Linked DNA regions of Sus scrofa: region 1 is linked to region 2. The links are chromatin contacts, called in public Hi-C maps. All regions are on one chromosome and are shown on one strand. The core of a region is the stretch at or near the end of the contact, and the rest is flanking DNA. Distances in the headings are between cores, read along the strand shown.

Evidence for each region. Hi-C and Micro-C count contacts between places; a contact is called where the count stands out from the background.
Region 1: a contact with region 2 is called in a Hi-C map of retroperitoneal adipose tissue, with 1.8 times the contacts expected there. The contact joins the enhancer-like site here to the promoter of PPM1N in region 2. A contact is called at or near these places in 12 of 47 Hi-C or Micro-C datasets (alveolar macrophages, blood, embryonic fibroblasts and 6 more) and 2 of 2 datasets of contacts at active chromatin or transcription factors (alveolar macrophages and skeletal muscle).

The regions. Positions count from the first base shown.
Region 1 is chr6:51,902,577-51,908,758 of Sscrofa11.1, reverse strand. No RefSeq gene overlaps it. Among named protein-coding and RNA genes, the nearest start is that of VASP, 33 kb to the right of the region's middle. Within about 2 kb of position 1,703, at least 4 of the 83 cell types and tissues checked have an H3K27ac peak or open chromatin away from gene starts, as enhancers often do. A contact at or near this core is called in retroperitoneal adipose tissue, skeletal muscle and subcutaneous adipose tissue, where this site is marked.
Region 2 is chr6:51,859,736-51,866,398 of Sscrofa11.1, reverse strand. It overlaps PPM1N (probable protein phosphatase 1N), which reads right to left and starts at 1,338. Exons shown (of 5, transcript XM_021094558.1): 1 at 1-1,338. The coding sequence starts at 245. RTN2 (reticulon 2) reads left to right here and starts at 1,646. Exons shown (of 10, transcript NM_001129960.1): 1 at 1,646-1,687; 2 at 3,674-3,718; 3 at 3,846-4,316; 4 at 4,422-4,679. The coding sequence starts at 1,654.

The DNA.
Region 1 (6,182 bases), core at 454-2,953, 42 kb before region 2:
GTTAACCAACAGGCTTTGTAACTTCGTCTGTTTCTTCTCTGCTCTACTACTCGGATGTTTGGGGGCAGCCTAAGGTACAAGATTGCTGAAAACTTGCATTCATCTAGGTGAATTTTCTTGTATATGTGTCAGGAAATACGTGTTTTATAAACCCTTTTCTACTTAAATTCAGCATCTCTCTAATAGAGAATATACGATTAGTTTATCATAATCTTCATTAAGGTTGACATTGCACATGAAAAACTTTTTGTATTTATCAAGTGTCATACAGAAGGAAGTTGTTTTTGTTTGTTTGTTTGTTTGTTTGTTTACCTCCCATGAACAATTGTCATGGTCTGGGGTTCCCGCCATGGCGCAGTGGGTTAACGATCTGGCGTTGTCTCTGTGGCGGCACGGGTTCAATCCCCAGCCTGGCACAGTAGGTTAAGGATCCAGTGTTGCCGTAGCTGTGGCATAGGTTGAAGCCTCAGCTCAGATCTGACCCCTGGCCCGGGAACTTCATATGCTGCAGGTGCACCTGAAAAGGAAAAAAAAAAATTGTCACGGTCTTTGAGCTGAAAATATATAAAGTTGATATATTCAGCATAAACTTTTAAAAAAAGTTAGGATTTTACTATTTATTAATACTCAGTTATTTCATAATCAGCATCTGGAGGGCTCATCTCAGAGCATGGTGTGGTTGGAGTTCCTGTCGTGGCTCCATGGTTAACGAATCTGACTAGCATCCATGAGGACGAGGGTTCAATCCCTGACCTCCCTCAGTGGGTTAAGGATCCAGTGTTGCTGTGAGCTGTGGTTTAGGTTGTAGACGAGGCTCGGATCCTGGGTTGCTGTGGCTGTGGTGTAGGCCAGTAGATGCTGCTCTGATTGGACCTCTAGCCTGGGAACCTCCATATGCTGCAGGTGCAGCCCTAAAAAGCACACACACACACACACACACACACACACACACACACACACACACACAGTTTTAGTCCTGGCTTTCCTCCTTCTTTGTAACTCAGAGAAAGTTATCCTCTGAACCCCAGTTTCCTGATTTCTTCAAACAGAGGTGCAAAGACTTGATGAACTGGTGGCAAGTAATGAGAACATTGAACAAGCATGACTCAGAGCATGATCAGAGCAGACAAAGAAGAACGGAGTCTCCCCTTGGGCTTTGGGGAGAGAGCGCAGCCCGGCCAGCACCTTGATTTCAGCCCAGTGACGATGGTTTTGGAATTCTGTCCCCCAAGCCCGTGAGTGAACAAACCTCTGTTGTTTTAAAGCATCGCGGTCACAGTAATGTGTTATGAGAGCCGTGGGAAACAAATACACTCGCACAGTCTCTCTGATGGCTGGTCCTGAGTAGCTCTGATGTCTCAATTAAGAAAAGGGAGTTCCTGCTGTGGCACAGCCGAAGCGAATCCGACTAGGAACCATGAGGTGGCCTCACTCGGTGGGTCAAGGATCTGGTGTTGCCATGAGCTGTGGTGTAGGTCACGGAGGTGGCTTGGATCTGGCATCGCAGTGGCCCTGGGGTAGGCCGGCAGCTGTAGCTCTGATTTGACCCCTAGCCTGGGAACCTCCGTATGCCGAGGGTGTGGCCCTTTAAAAAAAAAAAAAAAAAAAAAAGCCAGTTACAGAAAGAACAAGCTGGAATCCCCGGTGGCTCCAAGTTAAGGAATCCGGTGTCGTCAAGGCTCTGGCCTGGGTGGCTGCCGTGGCTTAGATCCTGGCCCAGGAACTTCCGCACGCTGCACACGCGGCCGGAAAACAGGCCTCACTCCACTTAGCTGGGAATCTGGGGAGCCAGGAATCTGGGGAGCCAGGACAGGACTTTCCAGAGACGTCTCCTGACTGTGCACTCTGTTCCTCAGCTCTGGACCTGGGTGTTTTGACAGCACGTTTGGTCACGTGTGTCGGAAGGGCTGTCAGTCAGCCCTTTCCTAGCTCACACTCCGTGGAGGGCTTTATTTTCTCCGGATTGTCAGAACGCTGTCTCTAGGCTGGGATCATCGTTCTCATTTTGCGTGTTTCCCTTTTCGTCTAAATTTTTTTTTAGTTGGAATGAAACAAACTTATCATAATGTACACACTGGTGTATGGCTCACTGGATTCTTACGAATGGCGAACACAGGGCTCCAGCACCCAGACGGAGACAGAGGACCCTGCAGGAGCCCCGAGGGCCCTCCTGCCAATTCCCAGCTGTAACCGGATTCTGAAATCCATCACCGTAGATTAGCTTTGCCTGTTCCTGAACTTTGTATCCATGGACTCAGAGAGAATGTTCGTTTTTGGATCTGGCTTCTTTTGCCAGATATTTGCCCAATACTCTCTGGGAGACGCATCTGTGTTGTTCTGTGGCGCGATTGCTGGCCCTTTTTTGTTGTCATGTGGCGTCAACTAGACCATGCAGTACGCAGCAAACTTGTGGGCACTCGGTTGTCTCTAGGCTTCCCCTGTTCCGAGCGAGGCTGCTAGGACCACACTGGCACCAGGCTTTGGTGGGCATCACACTCATTTCCCTTGGGAATATTCAGGAAGGGGATTGCTGGGGCATAGGACGGGTGTATGTTTACCCTTAAGAGTCAATGCTGCTTTTTAAAAATATATTATTATTATTCTTTTGGGGCTGCCCCGCAGCATATGGAGTTCTTGGGCCAGGGGATCAGATCCAAGCCACAGTTGCCACCTAAGCCACAGCTTCGGCAACACTGGAGCCTTTACCCACTGTGCCTGGGCCGCGGGGATTGAACCTGTGTCCCAGTGCTTCCCAGATGCTGCAGATCCCGTTGCGCCACGGTGGGAACTCCTGATTTTTTTTTTTTTTAAGTGAGTTTTCCATGTACTATCCTCCTCCTGCTCCCTCCTGCTCCCTCCCACCCCGTATGAAAGTTCCAGCAGCTCCACCTCCCTGCAGTGCCCCATACTGACAGTCTTTTCTTTATTCTCTTTCTTTTTAATTGTAACTATTCCGGTGAGTATGTAGTGATGTCTTACTGTGGTTTTCATTTGTCTTTCTCTGCCGAGTCATGAGGTCGAGCATCTTTATATGTACTTATCGGCCGTTACCACTCCTTGGGGGGGAGATGATAATTGCATCTGTTCAAACAATTATTTGATACTAATTAGATCAGTTCACGTCCATTGTATGTGTTTCCTGTGGTTGCTGTCTCAAATTACCCGAAATTTGGTGGCTTAAAACAATGCACATTCATTCTCTCCAGTTCCCAAGGCCAGAAAACTGGAGTCAGTATCTCTGGGCTGAAATTGAGGTGTGGGCAGGGCTGTGCCCCCTCCAAAGGTTTGAGGGGGGAATCTGTTCCTTGCCTGTCCCAGCATCTGGTGGCTCCAGGCTTTGCTTGACTTTCGGTTGCATCACCCTAATCCCTCCATCGTCACGTGGGCTCCTCCTCCGTGTGCCTGCATCTTTTCTCCTCGCTCATATAAGGACACTTGTCCCTGTATTCAGGGCCCCCCAGGGAAATCCAGGATGATCTCAAGATCCTTGAATTCATCACATCTGCAAAGACCCTTTTGCTAAAAAAGGCAACGGTCACATGTCCAGGAGTTTGGGTATGGACCGATTGCAGGGATCAGATCTCCCCGCCTCCCTCTCATAAGGACACTTGGGATGCTTTTAAGGCCCACCTGGGAGTTCCTGTCGTGGCTCAGTGGAAACGAATCTGACTAGTATCCATGAGGCTGTGAGTTCAATCCCTGGCCTCGCTCAGTGGGTTAAGGATCTGGTGTTGCCGTGAGCTGTGGTGTAGGTCGCAGAGCCAGCTTGGATCTGGTGTTGCTGCAGCTGTGGTGTAGACTGGCAGCTGCAGCTCCACTTTGACCCCTAGCATGGGAACCTCCATATGCCACATGTGCAGCCCTAAAAAGACCAAAAAAAAAAAAAAAGCCTCCTTAGATAATTCCCCATTTCAAGATCCTTAACCCTATCACACCTGCCAAGTCCTTTTTGCCACATAAAGTAAGAATCACAAGCTCCGGGGTTGGGATCTGGACACATACGGGGGCCACTATTTAATATACCACATCCCCTGTTTTTGTGGCTGCATGCACAGTGGCACACACAGAAGTTTCCGGGCCAGAGATCAAATCCTGCACTGCAGCAGTGACCTGAGCCACAGTAGTGACCATGCCGAACCCCCAACCCCTCGACCTCCAGGGAAGTCTTTGGGTTTGTTTTTTTTTTTGCCACATCCATGTCTGTTCGGCTGTCCTGTCCTTTTGTTCTAGTGATTTACGGTGCTTTTCACAGAGTCTGCACACCACCACCCCTGCATTTGAGACGAGAGGATCCTTGTTGGCAAACCTCCCTAAGAGCTTTGGGGTGAGAAGACTGGCGCCGGGGGTGGGGTGCGGGGTCGGTCTGTGCTTCCCTGAGGATCCCAGCTGGGCTCAGCACACCTTCCACTGTTTATTGGACATTTGAATTCCTGCAACAAATGTCTCCTTTTCTTACTTGTTCTTCATGCTTGTTTATGGAGTTTCCTGACCTATAAAAGTCTTTCAGTTTTAATAAACCAGATTTCCCCGTTTTTCCTTTATCGCTCTTACTTTCCCTCCCTCTCTGGGAAGAGCCTCTTTGCCCCAAGTTATGCGCATCCCCACCCTGGGAGTTCCCTGGCAGTTTAGTGGTTAAGACTCAGTGCTGTCACTGCTGCAGCCTGGGTTCAATCCCCAGTCTGAGAACTGAGACCCCATAGGAAGCCGCTACATGCCACAAAGTGATGCTAATCCCTGCTTTGCTGAGGAGGAAACTGAGGCACAGAGGAAATGAATCTCTTCTAGGTTTCATTCCGTAGGTTCCTGGCACTGCGAGGATTCTACAAAAACCATATCTTTGAACCCTTGAGTCTCCTTGCGTCGGGGGTCCCCCAAACCACCCTCAGACCAGGTGATTTGCTGAGAAGGACTCCGAGAACTCAGGCAAGCTGATATGCATGTGGCTATAATTAATTAGAAGCGAAGGATACAGAGCACAGTCAGTAAAGGGAAAAGGTTCTTCAGGGCAAGTCCAGGTGCAAAGGAAATAGCAAGTGCAAATTCAGCTCGGATCCTGCGTTGCTGGGGCTGTGGAATAGGCCGGCAGTTGCAGCTCCGATTCGACCCCTAGCCTGGAAATATGTCTTCCATATGCCACAGGTATGGCCAAGAAAAGAAAAAAAAAAAAAAAATGGCCTAGTCCTGGAGCATAGGGAGGAAGAGGAGTCAGTGGTCAGATCACGTGAGGCCTGAGGGCCACTCCATGTCTTGGGTGACTTGCGTGCTGAGGGCCTGGTGATGAAGTCGGTACTTCAAGTGTGGTCACTTCTTTGCTTCCCAGTCCTCATTTTCTGTAGATTTCAAGACACAGCTGGAGTTCCCGTCGTGGCACAGTGGTTAACGAATCCGACTAGGAACCATGAGGTTGCGGGTTCGGTCCCTGCCCTTGCTCAGTGGGTTGACGATCCTGCGTTGCCATGAGCTGTGGTGTAGGTTGCAGACGTGGCTCGGATCCAGCGTTGCTGTGGCTCTGGCGTAGGCCAGTGGCTACAGCTCCGATTCGACCCCTAGCCTGGGAACCTTCATATGCCGCGGGAGCGGCCCAAGAAATAGCAAAAAGACAAAAAAAAAAAAAAAAAAAAAAAAGACACAGCAAGCTCACTGCAGAAATTACAACAATCACTGAGAAAAAAAAAAAAATGCAGTGAAAAAAATCATCTGTTGGGTAGGGAGTTCCTGTAGTGGCTCAGCAGTAAGGAACCTGACTGGTATCCATGAGGATGTGGGGTTCAGTGCCTCTCCTCGCTCAGTGGGCTAAGGATCTGGCGTTGCTATGAGCTGTGGTGTAGGTCACAGACTCGGCTTGGATCTGGCGTTGCTGTGGCTGTGGTGTAAGTTGCAGATGTGGCTCAGATCCCACATTTCTGTGGCTGTGGTGTAGGCCGGCAGGTGCAGCTCTTATTCAAACCCCTAGCCTGGGAACCTCCATATGCCTTGGGTGCGGCCTTAAAAAAAAAAAAAAAAAGAAAGAAAAAAAAAAGAATGGAGTGGGGTTCTGGGGCCAGAGGGAACAATCACAGCCCCATCATTCCCCAGCTTTCCAGGGGAGCATGAGGCCAAGACCCCCAACACCAACCCCTCACCTGAGCCATCCCACCTCACCCACCACGTTTGCACTGAATATTTATTTCAGCCCAGCCTCC
Region 2 (6,663 bases), core at 89-2,588:
AGTCCGGGTAGCGCCAGCCAAGCGCAATGCGCGTCCTCCATGTGTGCGCGCCAGCCTTGCACTGCGCTCGCCCCGAGACGCAGGCCCCACGGTGCTACCGCACCCCCGTGTGGCCGCTGGGCGCAACGCGGCGCGTCCAGGAGGGACTGAGGACAGCCTGGAGACCTGCTCTCTTCGTCCTCCTCCACCTCCTCTTCCTTGCGAGCTGGCCAGAGACGTCCCAGCAGGCGGGTAAGGACCGCCATCTTTCAGCCTGGAGATCAGGAAGGTTTCACCCTCTGCACCTGCTAACTGAGCCCCCCCCCCGCGCACCTCCACTAATCCCCTACACTGTGAGATTTTAAACTACCTAAATCTTCCTATGCCCTTGACCTGCACTCGAGTCACTAGAAGGGATTGAACTCTTCAATCTCCTCTCTTCCACACCTTCAAAGCGAGGTTTGGAATTTGGGTCAGGGGAAAAATGATCAGAGCACCAAACTAGCACTGCGAACTGCACACCATTTTACATCATCATCTCCAATCTACCGAAAAGGAAACTGAGTCACAGATGTAAACAAGTGTTACAGGGAAACAGTCTCTAGAATCTGCATTTTCAACGCTGGTCTTTGGGTCCCCAGCTCTGATCTGGTCAAGCTCCGCCCACATCAGTGATTCCCAACCCGGTTTCAAAGGCTTTAAATTATTTTTAGGTCAATCCCTCCCCTCTCGATCTCCTCCCGGGATTTCAATCACTTCCCTTCCACACCCGGTCCATCCATTCAAGCCTCCTGCCTCAGAGGCTTCTGAGGTTCTCAGTCCGAGATCTGCTTCTAGCTCCGCCTCTTAGCTACAGGCCTAGCCCCGCCCCCTTGGTTACGCCCACCTTGTCCTTTGCCTGTTCTGCTCTATTCCCTGTAGGCCACGCCTCTAGCTCCTCTGTCTCTGACTAGACCCGCCCAACGCTGAATAATTCTACATTGGCTTAAGATTCACCTGTGCTTGAGCTCCTCCTCTTTTCTCAAAACTTTCTGAGTAGTTTCTTCCCGCTCCCTTTCCCACTCCTTCTGAGAATCTAGGCTCATACCTTACCTCCTTGCAATCTTTATACCCTCTCCGCAATGCCACCTCTAGCTCCACCCCAACCCACTCTGAGATCCACGCCCCCATCCTTTGCGCCTAGGTTCTTTCGTCATTATCTCCCCGAGCCCCTCATCCTACTCTAGGCCCTGCTCTTTTTTCCCTAACGGCCCCGCCCTCTTCTGTCTAGACCCCGCCCTTCAGACCGCCTTCCATGCCTGCTCGGACTGTAGCCTACCGTCCTAGCTCCGCCCCTCTTTTAGGAAGGACACACCCACCTCTAGCCTCCCGGTGTTTCCCCGCCCCTCTTGCCCTCCCTCAAGTTCCGCCCCTCCTCCTGTTCTCTGGCCCCGCCCCCGGCCCCAGAGCTGCAGTGCCCCCCCCCCAGCGGCCCCGCCCGCCCCCGCGGAGCGGAGCTGAGGGCGGCGGCAGCGGCGGCGGCGGCGGCTGCTGGAGCGGCCCGGGAGGAGGAGGCGGCGAGGATGGCGGCGGCGGCGGCGTCCTGGGCGCGGCGGAGATGAGCGCCCGCGGCCCCAGGCCCAGGGCGGCGTGGCCGGAGTGGGCGGGGGTCCCGATGCAGGCCCGGGGAGGGCCATGGGGCAGGTCCTGCCGGTCTTCGCCCACTGCAGTGAGTAGAGGGAGGCTCAGGCCTGGTGTGGGGCCCAGAGGCCCGGGTGGGCTCCTCTCCGGTTTCCCTTCCGACACTGACCACAGGAGAGCTGAGATGGGAGAAGAGGTGAAGGAGACAAAGGAAGCTCTCCCCTCCCCCCGTGTTTTAGCGGCGATGGGGGCGACTTGACCCGGAGAACCTGAGTGATTCGGGGCAGAGGTGGGGGGCACTGAGATAGCCAGCGGGGGGCGCACTGGGTGCTGAGATGTGCCACGGGGCTCCGCCCGGGGATGAGGAAGATCTCTAGGAGCTGTCCCCTCGCCGTGGTGCTGGCCGTAGCCAGCGGCGAAGAGATTTGAAAGGAGGGGTAGAGCCAGAATGGAGAAGAGGGGTCTGACTCCCCCTATCCCATCACCCATCTTTGCATCCCACCTCCATTTTCTGCCCAGACTCCAAGGAAGCCCCGACCTTGCCCAAATTGTCTAATGCCCAAATTCTGGGGAAACAGCCATCCCTGAGTTGGGGCTGGGACTCCTAGGTCCTTAGCAGGTTTTACCACTGATTAATAGTAACCCTGGAGGAGACCCACTCCACTCCAGGCCTCTGATTCCTGGCCTCCTATCCCCAGCTGAGCAAAAGAGGTGGGGGCAGGGCAGGGGGAGGCATCTGATTGCAATTTCCAAGCAGTATTGACACCTCCTGCAGGCAAAGCCCCAAGTTATCTCTGAGGGGCTGGATTCCACAACTGAAAATGCCTTGTCTGAGCCTCATGATCTCTGAGCCCAGGGCTCTTAACAGCTCTTGTCTAACGTTGTCTGTCTCACACCCCTGTGGTTCTGACAGCTGGAGATTTCAACACCGGCCAAGCCCCTTACATGTCTTGGGAGTCCAGGTGCCAAAATTCTGAGAAGTTGTTATTTTAACATTGTAGAGTAGCATCCTAACATTGTAAGATCTTGTATTTACCTGGGCTTAGAAAGGAAGGCCCTACATTATCCCCCCACCCCACCCCCTGGCCTTAATTCCCTGCCCTCGTCTCCCATCCCTCTCCCCTTCAGTCGCTCCTCCAGTCACATCTGCACGCTTCTCTGTTTCTGTTTCTCAAGTATGAAAAGCATATTGCTTGTCTAAGGGCCTTGGCCCTGGCTTTTCCCTCTGCCTGAAAGACTCTTCCCGAGATATCCTCATGGCTTCCTTGCATCATTCAGGTTTCTGCTCAGATGTCATTAGAGAAGTCTTTCTCACCACCCTGTCTGAAATAGCATCCCCTTTGCTTTCTCTCCCCTTACCTTGACTTTTATCCACACACTTGAGACCCAACACCCTAGTGTAATTGTGTATTGTCTGTGTCCCCTATAGAGGGTAGGCTCTTTGAGGGTAGGGATTTAATCTGTTGTATTCACCATTGTATCCTCAGCATCTAAAACAGTGCCAGGCATGTATCAGGTGCTCAATTAATGGTTGTTGAAAGACTTCATGAATGGAAGCCTCCTCAAATCCTTAACATGATGCTTCTGAGATCAAGATCCCTGGATTTGAATTTTTAAAATTGAGCTTCTTTGTTTCCCTTTGGCCTCGCAAAACATGCGCCAAACAGCAGTGACCCAAGCCGCCTGCAACGATGTGAGACCCTTCACCCGCTGTGCCACAAGGCAACTCCTTTCTGAAACTGAGCTAGAGTTTCCTTGTGCCATAGCGGGTTAAGGATTTGGCATTGTCACTGCAGCACCTCAGGTCGCTGCTGTGGCACGGGTTTGATACCTAGCCCGGGAATTTCCATGTGCCCTGAGTGCGGCCAAAAAATTAAAAATTAAAAAAAAAACTGAGTTTCTGCTTGCAGAGATACTAAGGTTTTATGGTCTGTATGCAGAATATCCTAAAGGTCTTGTGGTTAAAATGATCAGATTCCTTAGTTCAGACAAGTTTCCAGGGCTGGCACACTGCTTCTGTAATTTGGGCCATCTAAACTTCTAAGAGTCTTCGATTTTTTTTTCCGTCTTGCAGAAGAAGCTCCATCTACAGCTTCCTCTACTCCTGACTCCACAGAAGGTAAGTTGAGAGGGAGGATGTGAGAGTGGAACTTGAAGGGGGCTCTCAGCTGAGTAAGGGGGTTAAGGAGGGTGAGGCAAGGTCTTGCTTGGTCAGAGGAGTTGATGGCCTCCTTTGCTCATGGCAGGAGGCAACGACGACTCCGATTTTCGAGAGCTGCACACAGCCCGGGAGTTCTCAGAGGACGACGAGGAAGAGACCACATCGCAGGACTGGGGTACTCCCCGGGAGCTGACCTTCTCCTACATTGCCTTCGACGGTGTGGTGGGCTCTGGGGCCCGCAGGGATTCAGCTGCCCGCCGCCCACGACCGCAGGGTCGCTCCGTCTCAGAGCCGCGAGACCCACCCCCTCAGCCTAGCCTGGGCGACAGCTTGGAAAGCATCCCCAGCCTGAGCCAATCCCCAGAGCCCGGGCGCCGTGGTGACCCGGATTCTGCCCCTACGGTCGAGCGCCCCCTGGAGGACCTAGGGCTCCACCTGGACCAGTTGGGCTGGGCGGCTCGGGGAGTAGGGTCCGGGGAGGACTCTGCCACCAGTAGCTCTACCCCGCTGGAAGATGAGGAGCCGGACGGATCAGAGGCTGGAGAGGCTAGGAAAGGTGAGATGTCCACGGTGCTGGGACCGAAGCCATAAGGGGTGGGTGGTCTCTACTTAGGGCACCTCTAAGGTGAAAGCTTACAGCCTTCTCTCTCTACCGCACCAGAGTTGGACCTCCAACTTGGACTTGCTCAGTCCTCGCTGCCTGAAGTCTTGAATCTGCAGCCCAGCCTTGGCTCTGGGGACCCCCAGGCGCGTACCCCATCCCCACCTCAGTCCCGGGATTCGAACTCTAGTCCGGTTGAGCCCTTGCCGGACGAGAAGGAGGAAGAGCCTTGGGGGCAGCAGGAGCGGGAGCCAATCACGGGGCAGTGCCTCGATAGCATGGACCAATCAGAATTCATTTTGGAACCACACCTTCTAGGTAAACTGTGTGAGGGAAGGTGCTTGCTTGGACTACAATCAGGGTGGAGGATTGAATGGAATTTAAAAGGACCCACCTCTCAGAGGAACAGAGCGTGGAGTAGGGAGGAAGTATTGCTATTGGCAAGACGTTATAAACTTCACCCTTTAAAAAAAATATATATTCCCGTTACCTAAGGTTGCCATTGGTTCCTTTTGTATAGTTGCCCCTCCTACTTCAGAAGTTAGTCCTCCTTGGAGCATGGGGATTGGCTGATTGCTAAAAAAAATAATTCCCTCTGTTAGAGTGCTCCCTCTAGAGGCTGATTTTGGACAGGACAAATCCCCGAAAAAATAAGGCTCTCTTCTGGATGTGGCCACGGGGCTTGTAAAGGTAAATTCCGGGCCTTTTAAAAACTCTCTGCTTCCCTGACCACATACATTGCCCAGTTGTAACTAGATCCCGCCCTGCCTTAAAGCATGCTCAGCCTCCACGGTTCCTAGGAGTTGGTTGTAGATGTCCCTGCTTTTGGCTGTTTACAAAGAGAGCCACCCCGTTTTGGTATCGCTCCCACCTCTGCGGAGGGCCATTGGCTGGGTACGAATGGGCCCCGCCCCCTTACTCCCTCCCTCCGGTTCCGCTGAAGTGGGCAAAATCCCTGAGAAGAAGCGGTGTCCGTAGCCTCTCGCTCTGAGCCGAGATGGGGAGTAAAGGTGGGCTTTCGGGACAGGCTGGGTCGCGGGGCTGGGGGACCGCGTAAAGGCTTCCAGATTCACCCCTTTGGCCCTCAGATCTGGGGGATGTGTCCTTTTGGTCCCAGATTCCCTGGAGCTGCAGACTGGGGCTGAAGGGCTGCGGGGGTGTCTAGGGACGGTGTGGATGGAGTGTGGGGTCCCCTCTGTCTCCAGCTGAAGCTTTGGGGCCCAAGAGCAGGGAGGGCCCCTCCCCCAGCCTCAGGCCCAGGCGGCGCTGTCACTCAGGAGCTGGACAGGCCAGCACAGCTGCGGGTGAGGCTCCCTCCCCCCAGCGTGCCTAAACTTAGCCCCCGCCTCAGGCGACCCGACCCCTCCCCCACTCGGGGGGAGCCTGCAGAAGAAGGTTGGGCGGGAGGTCTACCCTAGCTGGATGTTGTGGGCAGGATGTGTTTAGGGAGGATACAGAAGTGACGGGGAGTCAGGCTCTGAAGGGGACTGGTTGGGATGGGTCAGTTTGATTGCAGTTAAAAGTGGGAGAATGGAGACTGTCTGGAGGTAGATGGAAATGCCCTGGGCTCTCAGTTCAGGGAGTTCCCTGGTGGCTGTATGGTTAAGGATCAGGCATAGTCACTGCTGTGGCTCGGGTTGTGGGTTCTGTCCCTGGCTCTGGAGTCTCCCTAGGCCATGGGCATGGCCAAAAAAGAAAAGTTTAGGTGTGTGAGATGAACCGCGGGGGTCCAGAGGTCACTGATCAGGGCTTAGGAAATGGGTTTAACGTCAGAAAGGGAGCAGACATTTGAGTGAGGGCCTAGGAAGGTATTATTAATATATTTAGGAAATATGTTGGTAGGGGTATTGAGGAGGTATCATGTTACACTTGTCAGGGTGCAGAAAAATAAAAAGAACAATAAAACCCATTGCCAGGCAGAATGCCGTGGAAAGATTCCTTTCACGTTGCTCATGGAAATAAGGATTGTTAGAGTCTTGCTAGTAAGCAATCGGATGATATTTATGGCATTTGAAAATACATAATTAGCCCACCCAGTGATTCCACCCCTGGGATTCTATCTCAGAAATAGAACCTCTTGGAGGTAAGAATATCTGTAGGAGGCTAGTGCTTGCAGTACTGTCAGGGAAGAAGATGGGGGGAGGAAACAAAGCGAATAACCCAGCAATAGATGCATGGTTGAATAAAATGAATGATGGCATAGCCCCACGACAGAACATCTATCGCAGAGACCTTAAAAAGAAGAGCTGTTCTTAACTTAAGAGCTATTCCAGGGAATTCCCGTTGTAGCGCATAAGAAATA